3 separate regions of the Mus musculus genome follow, and regions 2 and 3 are each linked to region 1. Evidence: chromatin contacts called from public HiChIP or PLAC-seq and Micro-C data. All regions are on one chromosome and are shown on one strand. Each heading gives the region's core, a stretch centred on a gene start, on an enhancer-like site or on the middle of the called end of the contact. The rest is flanking DNA. Distances are from core to core; before and after follow the strand shown. Region 1 holds the start of Tppp3 (tubulin polymerization-promoting protein family member 3). Region 2 holds the start of Acd (adrenocortical dysplasia). Region 3 holds the start of Ctcf (CCCTC-binding factor).

Region 1 (3,388 bases), core at 244-2,743:
CTAACCATACCCACAGCCTTGCACCGAGGCTTCCTCCACCCACACCCAAAGCCTTGAATTTGACCCTTTTTCCTTTTCCATCCCCACACAGACATTAAGACCCCTGCAATGAAACTCCTCCCCAGCATGCCCACAGCCCTGCAGTCAAGTGCATGTCCTACTACAGACCCCTGACCACACCCTCCTCAGAGCTCCATTGCAGATCTCTGACCACACCCTCAGCCCCACCCTGAAAGTCCCTCTCCAAATCAAACCCTGTGTACACTGCATCCATTTTGCATCCTTTTAACTCACATCCTGAAGACCCCAACCACAGTCACTAGCTGGACTCTGCACCCTTACAAAGGCCCCCTGGCCATACCCTTGGAGCATTCCCGTTCATCCATATAGCTACAGCTTCTGACACAGCCCTGCCTTGAAATCTCCCAGTCTATGCAGTAACACTTCCATACTTCCATGCAAAGCATTGAACACCCACCACCACACACGCGCAGAGTTCCCTGACCACACCCTCAGCACTCTCTCTTTACTCATATGCTAAAGCTATTGACACAGACCTGACCTAAAGCCCCTCAGAGTCTAACCAGCACTGGCATCGCCAGGCATCATGTTAAGACATACCACCATCACCACACCCACTGCAGCCTCCTGTTCTCAGCCACCATCTTTACCTTGCCTCTTAGGGGAAAAAAAAAAAAGTGTCCAATGACCACAACCTGGCCCCCGAACAACTTCCTCTTCTTCCATTACTAGTTGGTCCACACTGAAAGGCCTTTTCTGGTGACCACACCTACTCATCCATAAGTTGCAATTTTTAAGACTCAGAAACCCAGAGATTGCACTCTGCAGGGACCTCTGTGGGTCTGTAAATGGGGTCCGCCACACCCTTTGCCTCTCCCAAAGATGTCAACCCGCCCGGGGACCCAAAGCCCTGTACTTGAACACCACAGGTAAATGTGTCCAGGGGAGTTTGGGGTGCTACATGATGCTCTTCTCAAGGAAATGGGAGGATCCTGAGGCTACTGCTCACTCCTGTCTATGGGAAGATGAATTTGGGGGCTGTTGATGTGGAACAGAATCACAGCAGCTGCTCTGGGGTCCTCAGACCCTGGGCACAGTGTTCATGCCTCTGAACTGAATCCGCTCGTCAGCTCCTGCTGGGACAGCTGCAGTCATCAATCAGCCTGGCAAGAAGGTGGGGGCAGGAGTGTGTGTGGAACCCTTGGGGCCAGGGCCGGGGTGTTCAGCTGATAGGCTCAGCTCAGTACCATCTGAGGTTGGTTCAGGCTGCTCCCACCCACCCCTCCTTTTGGGGGATACGAATTAGGGTGGTCGATGTTCAGTCTCCTACCGGCTTCTACCGCTTGGCTGCTCCTGAGCGTGCCTTCGGACAGGACCCAGGAACTGATGCTGGAGACCAGGAGGCTCCACAGCTCCGCTCCCTGCCGGCTCCCGGGCGGGACTGCAGCCCGGGCGGCTCCGTAGTATTATCCCCTGTTTCTCGGTCACCATAGAGACAGTGAGTCCCACCCCCTAGGCTGTCTCGGCGGGAGAGTGACCAAGGTCACGCTAGCTCCTCCCACCAGACCCCGCCCTATGTGCTCTGTGGGCGCTGGGCCCGCAGAATTGCAGCGACAGCCTTATCCTGCTCCTCCCCTTCAACCGCGGTCCTCAAGCGGTCAGAGCTGCCCTCTGCAGTCCTGGATGTCCTAAGATAGGAACTCCCATGGCCAATGGGAAAACAGCCCCCCCCCAAATTCCATTGTCCCCAACCCTCAAGGGACTGCTGAAAGAATCCACCTGAGATTGTCTAGGAGCTGAACTGAAGAAGGGGATCCCGCCCCTCATTGACAAGGATCTACAGCTGGCTCCAAGACCACAGCTGCCGCTAACCCTGTGGCATTCACTCATTCCTAGGTTCTCAGCAGGCCACATTCTGAAGCACTAGAAGACTGAGACAATCAGTGGATCACGCATTCTTACCCACCCCACCCCCCCAAATGCTGGGTACTTTTGTGGCAGCAATTCCTAAATTTCGGAGAATGGCTGCCTCCTCCCATTCTCGTCTCCCCGCCTCACAGCTTCTTGTTCCAATGCGCCTCCCTAGCCTGCTTCCTCTTCAGTTTCCAACTGCAAATACTAAATAAAAAACTAAATAAAAATACTAAATATTAATTGATTAATTAATTAATTAATAAACCTTGCTGGGTGGGTGTGGTAGCACAAGCCTGCAATCTGGGGATTCGGGAGACTGAAGCAGTAGATTCAAATTTTCGAGGCTACCCTGGGAAATGGGAGAAGGGACAGAGGAGAGTGGTAGTTCTTGAACAAGACCCCATGTTTTTGATTCCCAACACTTAAAAGAAAAACCCTGTCCAGAGACCTTTCCTAACCCGCCCCTCTTTCTCTGCCCCAAGCTAGCAATGGTGGTCCTGCTTCTGTGAGATCCATGGATTTTTCCACTATGAAAATAAGCATTAAGTCCGCAAAAGCATTAAAAAAAAAAAAAAGTTTATTGGGGCATCAGGGCTGGTGGAGCGGATATTGCTGAGTCTTGGGTAAGGAAGGCCGATCCTGTCGACCTTGAGGTCCCTAAAGTGCACTCGTTACGCGAATGTGGGGTGTTGCATAGAGTCAAGGCCCTCCTGCCTCTAGTCCTTAGCCTTAGTGGGCTAAGGCAGGCCGTCGCCGCCTCCAGGTGTTCCGGGCTCGCCACTGCTCGGGCTCACAAAAACAGCAGGCGAACGTGCCTGTAGAGCCAGCCCAGACTCTCGACCCCTGGCTCCTGGGGCACCCAGTGCGGCACTGCCCAGGCGCGTCTGGGCCACTGGAATCTCTTCCATGGACTCAGCTGATGCCGAGTAGTAGGCGCCTGCAGAGCCACCAGCATGCACTGGGCTGGCACTGGTGGAATCAGATGAAGAGCTGGAGCGGCGGCTAGGAGTCCCAGTCTCTGCGCACAGAGGGGGACTTAGATTGAGATAAGGGCTGCAGCTAGGGCTTTAAAACCTTTCCCTCCCACGAACTAATCCAATAGGATCCAAGCAGAGAGCGGCGCTCACCCCGTAACCTGGGCAGTGGGAGCTCTCGGTCCAAGACCCCAGACCTGGGCAATCTATACACTCGCCGCTTCCTCTTTTTCTGTAAAGACAGAGGGAAGTGTGGGCTGCTTCTCCAGACCCCACTTTGCCGAAAGCAGCAGAGGCGCTCATCAGAGTGCAGGCTTCTTTTCCATGTCCCTCTTCTTGGGCAGAGGTCCAAACCCAGTCCCTCCTACCTGGGGTTGGATCCGTGGAGGCAGAGCCAGTGTGTCTGAGGAGGAGGGTAGTGGTGGTTCCACTTGGCCTTGGGTGGCAAGAAACTGGGAAGGACTGAGGTAAAAGCCAGA
Region 2 (3,388 bases), core at 346-2,845, 230 kb after region 1:
ACCTTTCAGCACCAGGCAGCTCTTAGCTAGACACACTAGGGCTCCCCGATGATCCTGGTCCTCCCTCACCTCATCCAGAAGCTGGGACAGGGTTAGGCCTGGGGCCAGCATTTTAGCCGAAGGATTGAAGTTGCAACAAGAAGGAAGGGTAAGTGAGAGATTTCAGTGACTTACTGAGGAACCACAGAGGGAGTTAGGTAGGGTTACCGGGGAAACCCCTACCAGTACCTGCACTGGAAGAAGCAGACTCTGAGAGGTGGTCCCTAGAGAAACAGTGAAGACTTCTCAGGGACAGCTCTGATGCCAATCTACCCAGCTCTGCCACCCGTGACCATACCGCGCACAGCCTCAGGGCCCAACCCCAAACTTACTCAAGACACTCATTGAGTTTTCTCTGCACATCTGAATCCTGATTGCTGGGAGAAAGAGGAGGGTGGTAGGTGATCAGGGTTATTGATGCCCATCCCTCTCACCTGAAGATCTATGCCAAGTGCGCGTGAAGAGACAAAAGGTGGAAGCTTCATTTAACTGTTTTGTTTTGGGGAGAGGAATATGGAGAGATTTAGACTGAAGCCCTCAGGACTTCAGCCATGCGAAGCCTGTAGTCTGCCACTGAGCTACATCCCCTTCCCTTAAAGGGACCACTTACCAACCAGTCACCTGTATCCGGGGCTGCTCCGTGGGCAGCAGGTTAAAGCGATCCACCTGGAGGTAGAACTCCGCAGGCTGGAGGAGTTGGGGAGTGGTGTCTCAGGAGTGGTGACAAAGAGCTAGGTACAGTAACCAACCCGCCCAAGTGAGCCTTACCACTCACCGCATGGTCCTGAGCCACCTGAACGCGGAGCCCGCAGGCCTGCAGTAGCAGGAGCCGGCCCTCGGTCCCGCGGAATCCGAGCTCCTTCTCCTCCCTGCGGCGAGCACAGCCCTCATTGTCCAGAGCACAGGCACAAACCCCCATACGCCTGGGGAATGAGCTTTCCCCACTTCTCCAGTACCCGCCCACTTCAGGTTCAATGCCCCACTAGCCAGCTGGCCTCCCACCTTCCGCTGACAAGTAGCACTTCTCTTACCAGTCGGAGGTGTCGATGGCGTTGCGCGTCACCACGCATCGGACACTGTGGGTTCCGTCTGACACAAGTAACACGGCCCCGGTGTCAGGTGTGTCAGGGGCGGAAGAAGGGCCGGGAGTCTCCGAGTCCTGGAGTACCTAACACAACAGTAGTGGCTAGTGTCAATTCACTCCCGCCTTCTCTACCCGGGTCTCTGGGATCTGAGCGACCTGCTTACCTTGAGCAGCTGCCCGGTTCGTGGACTTGACAGTGTTTCTGAACCTAGGATCAGCTCTCGAATCCAGGGCTGTAGGGCCAGCAACCCTGAATCGGACATTAGCAGGGCGGCACCCTGGGCGACCCCCAGGAAAGGGTCTTCCCGCGAGCACCGCCGCTCCGCCTCTAGCGGGAGAGGAAGCACGTGACCGCCAGGCGGATCCTAAGTTTGAGACTCCGCCCCCCTCGCGGTTCTGCGCCTGCGCAAGCTCTTCCCGGGTCCTGCTGACTGACCTAGCTGCTGGCTGATGACAGTTTATTCTTACCGGGGCATCTCTCTGAGCCCGTGAGCTGTTCCTCAGTACAACTCTAGAGCCGGAAAGGAAAAGGCAAGGACTAGATTGGATGAGAGCGATCCAGGTTAGGAGGCTGCAGCAGAGAATGGGGCCTGAAGCCACTTTGGCTCTGTGTAAGACCTCCAGAATTTTCCTAAAATGTTGCCGTAGTTTCCTTTACAAAATGAAAATGACAGCACGGACAACTTAATAAATGTTTGTTCCCTCATTCTGCCTTCGGATTGGTCGAGTCCTTTTTGGGACGCTCGAACCATAGCGTAATGACGTAAGAACAGAGAAAGCCCTCTCTGCCTCCGTCTCCGTTTCCTAGGAAACGTAGACTCCACGTTTCTCGGTGTCGCGTCCCCCTTGACGTCATGGTTTGGGTGGGAGGGCGGGGCGAGTGCTACCGCCAGGGGCGGGGCGGCTCGGGCCAGCGGGCCGGGCTGTGCACCTGCGCCTCGGCGGGCTGCTGTGGGGCACTGTCCCCCGCCCGCCAGGCCCTGCAATGGCCAGGCCGCAGAGGACTCCGGCGCGCAGTCCCGATAGCATCGTCGAGGTGAAGAGCAAAGTAAGGGCTTCTCTGGTCTCGGCTCTAGCCACTGCGCTAGGGCTCCTAATTCCCTTTCTCTCCCTTATTAGTTCCTTGGCTCTCCATCACCTCTTTCTGTCCTCCATCCTCCGTCCTATTCTGCTTTTCTGTCTGCCTCCCCTCATCGCATCCTCCCTCCCACTACGGACTTCCAGAGTCCCTCTGTGGCCTGGGTATGTGGAGAGCAAGGGAAAGACCTTGGACAGTGTCCCTTGTACTGGAGCTGAGGTTTAAGCCTAAGGCTGCAGCTGTTCCAGCAACCTTTCCCTCTCCTGACAGCCTCAGTGCTGTGGTGAGAAAGGGGCTTGGGATGTCCTGACACTCCGTTCCCTTTCCCTCCCGCCTCCAGTTTGACGCCGAGTTCCGACGCTTTGCACTACCCCGCACTTCGGTGAGAGGCTTTCAGGAGTTCTCGCGATTGCTGTGTGTGGTACACCAGATCCCTGGCCTGGACGTCCTGCTTGGCTATACGGATGCTCACGGTGACTTGCTGCCCCTCACCAACGATGACAGTTTGCACCGGGCCCTGGCCAGCGGGCCCCCACCTCTGCGCCTCTTGGTTCAGAAACGGGGTGAGGATGGGGTACAGTGGGCAGCTTTCTTGGGTTAGGGTGATAGGACAGGTATATCAGGGTAGATCATACCCAGGGCCCCCAGGCTTTATGTTCTGTAGCCTCTGCCCTTGGTCTGACCTCCAAGTAGCAGGAAAACAGTTGACATTGTCCCTATCACAGGCCCAATTGGGAGAAGTCTCTAATCTTAGTCCCCCCCCCTCTCCTGCAGCAGAAGGTGACTCGAGTGGCCTGGCTTTTGCCTCCAACTCTCTACAAAGGCGCAAGAAAGGGCTCCTGCTACGACCAGTGGCACCTCTGCGCACCAGGCCACCCTTGTTAATCAGCTTGCCCCAAGATTTCCGCCAGGTGTCTTCAGTTATAGATGTGGACCTACTACCTGAGACCCACCGACGAGTGAGGCTGCACAAACATGGTTCAGACCGTCCCCTGGGCTTCTACATTCGAGATGGCATGAGTGTTCGCGTGGCTCCCCAGGGCCTGGAGCGGGTTCCAGGTATCTTCATCTCCCGCCTGGTACGTGGGGGCCTGGCTGAGAGTACAGGGCTGCTGGCGGTCAGTGATGAGATCCTTGAGGTCAACGGCATTGAGGTGGCCGGGAAGACCTTGGACCAAGTGACGGAC
Region 3 (3,388 bases), core at 657-3,156, 170 kb after region 1:
CCCAAGTGCTGAGATTAAAGGCATGTGCCACCATTGTCTGGCAATATCATCTCTTTTAGTTAGGTTGTGTGTGTGTGTGTGTGTGTGTGTGTGTGTGTGTGTGTGTGTGTGACGGGTTTCTCTGTGTAGCACTGGCTATAAGTAACTCTGTAGAACAGGCTGGCTTTAAACTCAAAGTGATCTGGCTGCCTCTATCTCCCAAGTGTTAGGATTAAATGTGTAAGCCATCACCACTTGACCCCCTCTACCACCTTTTAAAACATCCCCAGAGTTGAGATGATGCTCAAGGGCAGAGACCATGGCTTTGGGTTGGATTCATACCGCCCAAAGGGAGACAGAACAAAACTCCCCCCTGACCTCACATCCTTCTGCACCTATTCCCCAATGTCTGCTCTACCCACAGCAGAACTCAGGCTGCCTTCATGCACTGTCTCTATTTCCTTACTCTCCTGTTTACTTTTTAACCCATTCTACTCAGGTTAACCTCTTCAGTTAATCCATATGAGTCAAGCTAAAGTCACCATGATCTTTCCCAGCTATCTCCAAGGTAATAAACTCAATAGCTAAGCCTCTGGCTGAACTGTACCGGAACTCTCAGCATCTGAAAACCAGAAACCTCTCTTCCTGCCTCAAACTTACTTCTGGTCTTGGATTCTACAATCCAACAGTCTAGACTTGTCTTTCTGTTTACTTCCTTGTCTATTATCCTCTTTCTAATCTTGGACTTTCTCTTCTATCTTTCCTCTAAGTCCAGTCATGGAGGGAAGCTCCACAACAGTGGGTGAATGGACTCAAGATGTTTAAACACATTTGCCTTAGTTACTGACATCTGAACAGTGGGATCTTACATGCTTCTAACTTTCCGATTCTTTTGGGGGGAATAAACAATATCTATTGATAATGGACCAGCATACCCACAACACAGCCCAGATGTATATGAATAGGGCAGAAGCTTGCTGCCAGGTGCATTTGTTATCCAAACAGCTAAAGCAAGAGAACTGGGACTACAATCCCGAGTCACATTCCAAGGCTATGGGGGGCGGGGAGAGAAGATGATTAGAACACCTGCCAATAGGGTCTTCCCGGGAAAGGGAAGGGATTAAGTACCACCGACTGGGAACCGAAATAAAAAGAACAGTCTTAAAAACTTAGACGTTCACGGTGCCAAATACAGCTAAACACGACTGCTGTGGTGTGGTCTGCTATATCTCCGGACTGAGGTGACTCTGTCCCGATTCTCTTAATTTCACATTCGGTTTTCTAAGGCCCTTTTCTTGGGAGGAAGACTACTAAGATCCCCGGGCGAAGCCCCTAGCAGTCGATCTTGAGCACTGGGCAAGTGTCGGAGAAGTGAGAGAGTGCGGGAACTCACTGCATTTGACTCGGCGGCGGGACAGGGTGCAGAGCTAACCCCGGGTGGGAGGAGACCGGGCAGGGTAGAACCCTGGCGCTTCCTCAACCCCCACGGCCCCAGCCCCGCGCGCTTACTTCAGCTCCCCGTCGTCCTCCCGCCCTTCGCAGCTTGGAGGGAAAATGAGCGAGCTAAGGAAATCAGGGCAACTAGGCGGAGACCCGATCGCCCAGAAGCCGCCAGCCTCCGCCCAGGGAAGCCCCACCCCAATGGGAACCAGGCCGCCTCCGCGCCGCCGGCAGAGCCCACGCGCGACCCGGCGAGGGCGCGGGAGGGCGCGTGCGGCGTGACGCCGCGCCTCGCGGCGCATCCCCGTGACGCCATCGCGCCGGCTTTTGAAAGTTGGCGCCCGGGGCCGCCTCCCATGCTGCCCTGCGCCAACCCCTCCCCTCACCTTTCCTCCCCCGCCCTCGTCGCCGCCGGCCGGCCCCCCCCACCCGACTCTTCCCTTATCAGCACCCGCGGCCCCGGCAGCGCCGACGCAGGCGCACTGCACCGCGCCGCCGCCATTTTGTGTCCGAGCCTGTGGAGCGATTAAACCGTGCGCGGAGCTGCTTCTTTGGCGGCAGCGGCGACCAGCAGCAGCCGGTGCGGGCGCGCGGAGCCGGCCGGGGACGCCAGGTGGCCGGAGCGGTGGAGCGGCGGCGGAGCGGGCGCCGCGGGGGGTGTGGCGCGAAGGTAAAGGGGGCCCGGGGTGGAGGAGGTTTCGCGGGCCGCCTCTAGGTGTCACGATGGGGCCGCTCCGGTCGGCGCTGGCTGCAGCCCGGCGCCAGCGCCAGCGCCGCCGCCGGGGGGTGTTTGTCTCCCTCTACCGTCCCTGCTGCGGCGCGGCCGCCGCCATTGCCCGGCGCCGCCGCCAGGGCCTGGCCAACCCCCTCCACGCCCGCCCGCCCGCCCGCTAAGCTTCCCTCCTCCCAACATGGTAGGCCTCTGGCGGCGGTGGCGACAGAGGCCTGCGCGCTCGGCGACTCCATTTTCCTTCCTTTGTCTCTACCCTCGAGGCCGGCTTTTGGCCCGGCTGATCTTCGGGCCACGGCCCGCCCTCTGCCCCTCCCGCGACGGATACCCCTTACCGAGTCTGGACCCTCTGAGGCTCGGTTGCCGCCGCTTGCTTCGCCTAGGGGTTCTGAACCCTCGGCCGGCCGCTTAGCCAGGTCCCGGAACCGTGTGGGTGTCGGGTCCCGACCGACGCGCCTCAGACTCCCCATCTTCAAGTCCAGCCGGTCCCGGAACCTACCCGATCTCCCTGCGTTGCTTCTCCAGCAGCTGGGGTGCTCTCTAGTCTCTCGTAGTCCGATCGTCCCCGCTGCCGGTCTCCGTCGCCGCCGAGTGTCGCAGGCGGCGCTGCTGTGGCTGCGAGCAGAGGGGACCCCTGAGCTGCCGAGAGCTCCCTCTGCAAGGCTGGCTGAGCTGCTCGCGCCTCGACGCCGCCCGAGCGGGCGGGGGAACGCGCGCTCGCCGCCCCCGCCGGGCCCCGCTGCGCCCCCAAACTCACGCCAGGGCATCGCGCGGGACCCGACCGGTGCGGCCCCCAATGGTGCGCGGAAAAAGACACGAATTCCTGCACCAAAGTAGTTTTTCTCCAGCTGTATTCGCACTCTTTCAGCCCCTTGAAACGATAGCAGTCAGACTTGGTGCGCTCAGAAATCTCAAAAGGGACTGAAACTTAATTTCACTCTCATCTCAAGTGATGTGATAAACTCATAAATTCGGGAGCATGGGCTGGTTGCGATGGTACAGGCGACGCTGGAGTTTGCCTCCTATTTAAAATGTCCTGACGCTAACTTTGCACTCCACTTAGGACCTGATGCTCTAGGGCTAGGCTAAGACAGTTCAGCCCCTCTCTAGAGATCGTGCAAACCGATCTAATGCGCCAATAGGGTAGAATGAACTTATTCATGACTGGACTGGTAATTTGACTGTTGGATGAAATGTGAGGGTTGATGTTGTAATTGGATCCTGGGTCACTTGCAGCAG

What was found. A called contact is a pair of places that touch in the nucleus more often than the background predicts. HiChIP or PLAC-seq counts read pairs in DNA pulled down with a chosen protein or histone mark.
Region 2: a contact with region 1 is called in an H3K27ac HiChIP or PLAC-seq map of trophoblast stem cells, with 19 read pairs. The contact joins the promoter of Acd here to the promoter of Tppp3 in region 1. A contact is called at or near these places in 7 of 39 promoter capture datasets (the C10 cell line, the SN4741 cell line, embryonic stem cells and 3 more), 3 of 484 Hi-C or Micro-C datasets (embryonic stem cells and urothelial organoids), 6 of 115 datasets of contacts at active chromatin or transcription factors (embryonic stem cells, epiblast stem cells, extraembryonic endoderm stem cells and 1 more) and 2 of 9 other capture datasets (adipose tissue and pancreatic islet).
Region 3: a contact with region 1 is called in a Micro-C map of embryonic stem cells, with 1.9 times the contacts expected there. The contact joins the promoter of Ctcf here to the promoter of Tppp3 in region 1. A contact is called at or near these places in 2 of 39 promoter capture datasets (cranial neural crest and hippocampal neurons), 4 of 484 Hi-C or Micro-C datasets (embryonic stem cells and nephron progenitors), 4 of 115 datasets of contacts at active chromatin or transcription factors (embryonic stem cells, pancreatic cancer cells and trophoblast stem cells) and 1 of 9 other capture datasets (adipose tissue).

What each region holds. Positions count from the first base shown.
Region 1 is chr8:105,469,929-105,473,316 of GRCm38.p6, forward strand. It overlaps Tppp3 (tubulin polymerization-promoting protein family member 3), which reads right to left and starts at 1,494. Exons shown (of 4, transcript NM_026481.3): 1 at 1,352-1,494. It overlaps Zdhhc1 (zinc finger, DHHC domain containing 1), which reads right to left. Exons shown (of 14, transcript NM_175160.5): 12 at 3,278-3,371; 13 at 3,063-3,141; 14 at 2,495-2,953. The coding sequence ends at 2,673.
Region 2 is chr8:105,699,633-105,703,020 of GRCm38.p6, forward strand. It overlaps Acd (adrenocortical dysplasia), which reads right to left and starts at 1,596. Exons shown (of 11, transcript NM_001012638.2): 1 at 1,288-1,596; 2 at 1,071-1,207; 3 at 815-908; 4 at 650-726; 5 at 372-416; 6 at 229-263; 7 at 1-98. The coding sequence starts at 1,386. It overlaps Pard6a (par-6 family cell polarity regulator alpha), which reads left to right and starts at 2,015. Exons shown (of 3, transcript NM_019695.3): 1 at 2,015-2,171; 2 at 2,542-2,764; 3 at 2,976-3,388. The coding sequence starts at 2,109.
Region 3 is chr8:105,634,632-105,638,019 of GRCm38.p6, forward strand. Ctcf (CCCTC-binding factor) reads left to right here and starts at 1,907. Exons shown (of 12, transcript NM_181322.3): 1 at 1,907-2,089. Gm5914 (predicted gene 5914) reads right to left here and starts at 2,843. Exons shown (of 2, transcript NR_151742.1): 1 at 2,649-2,843.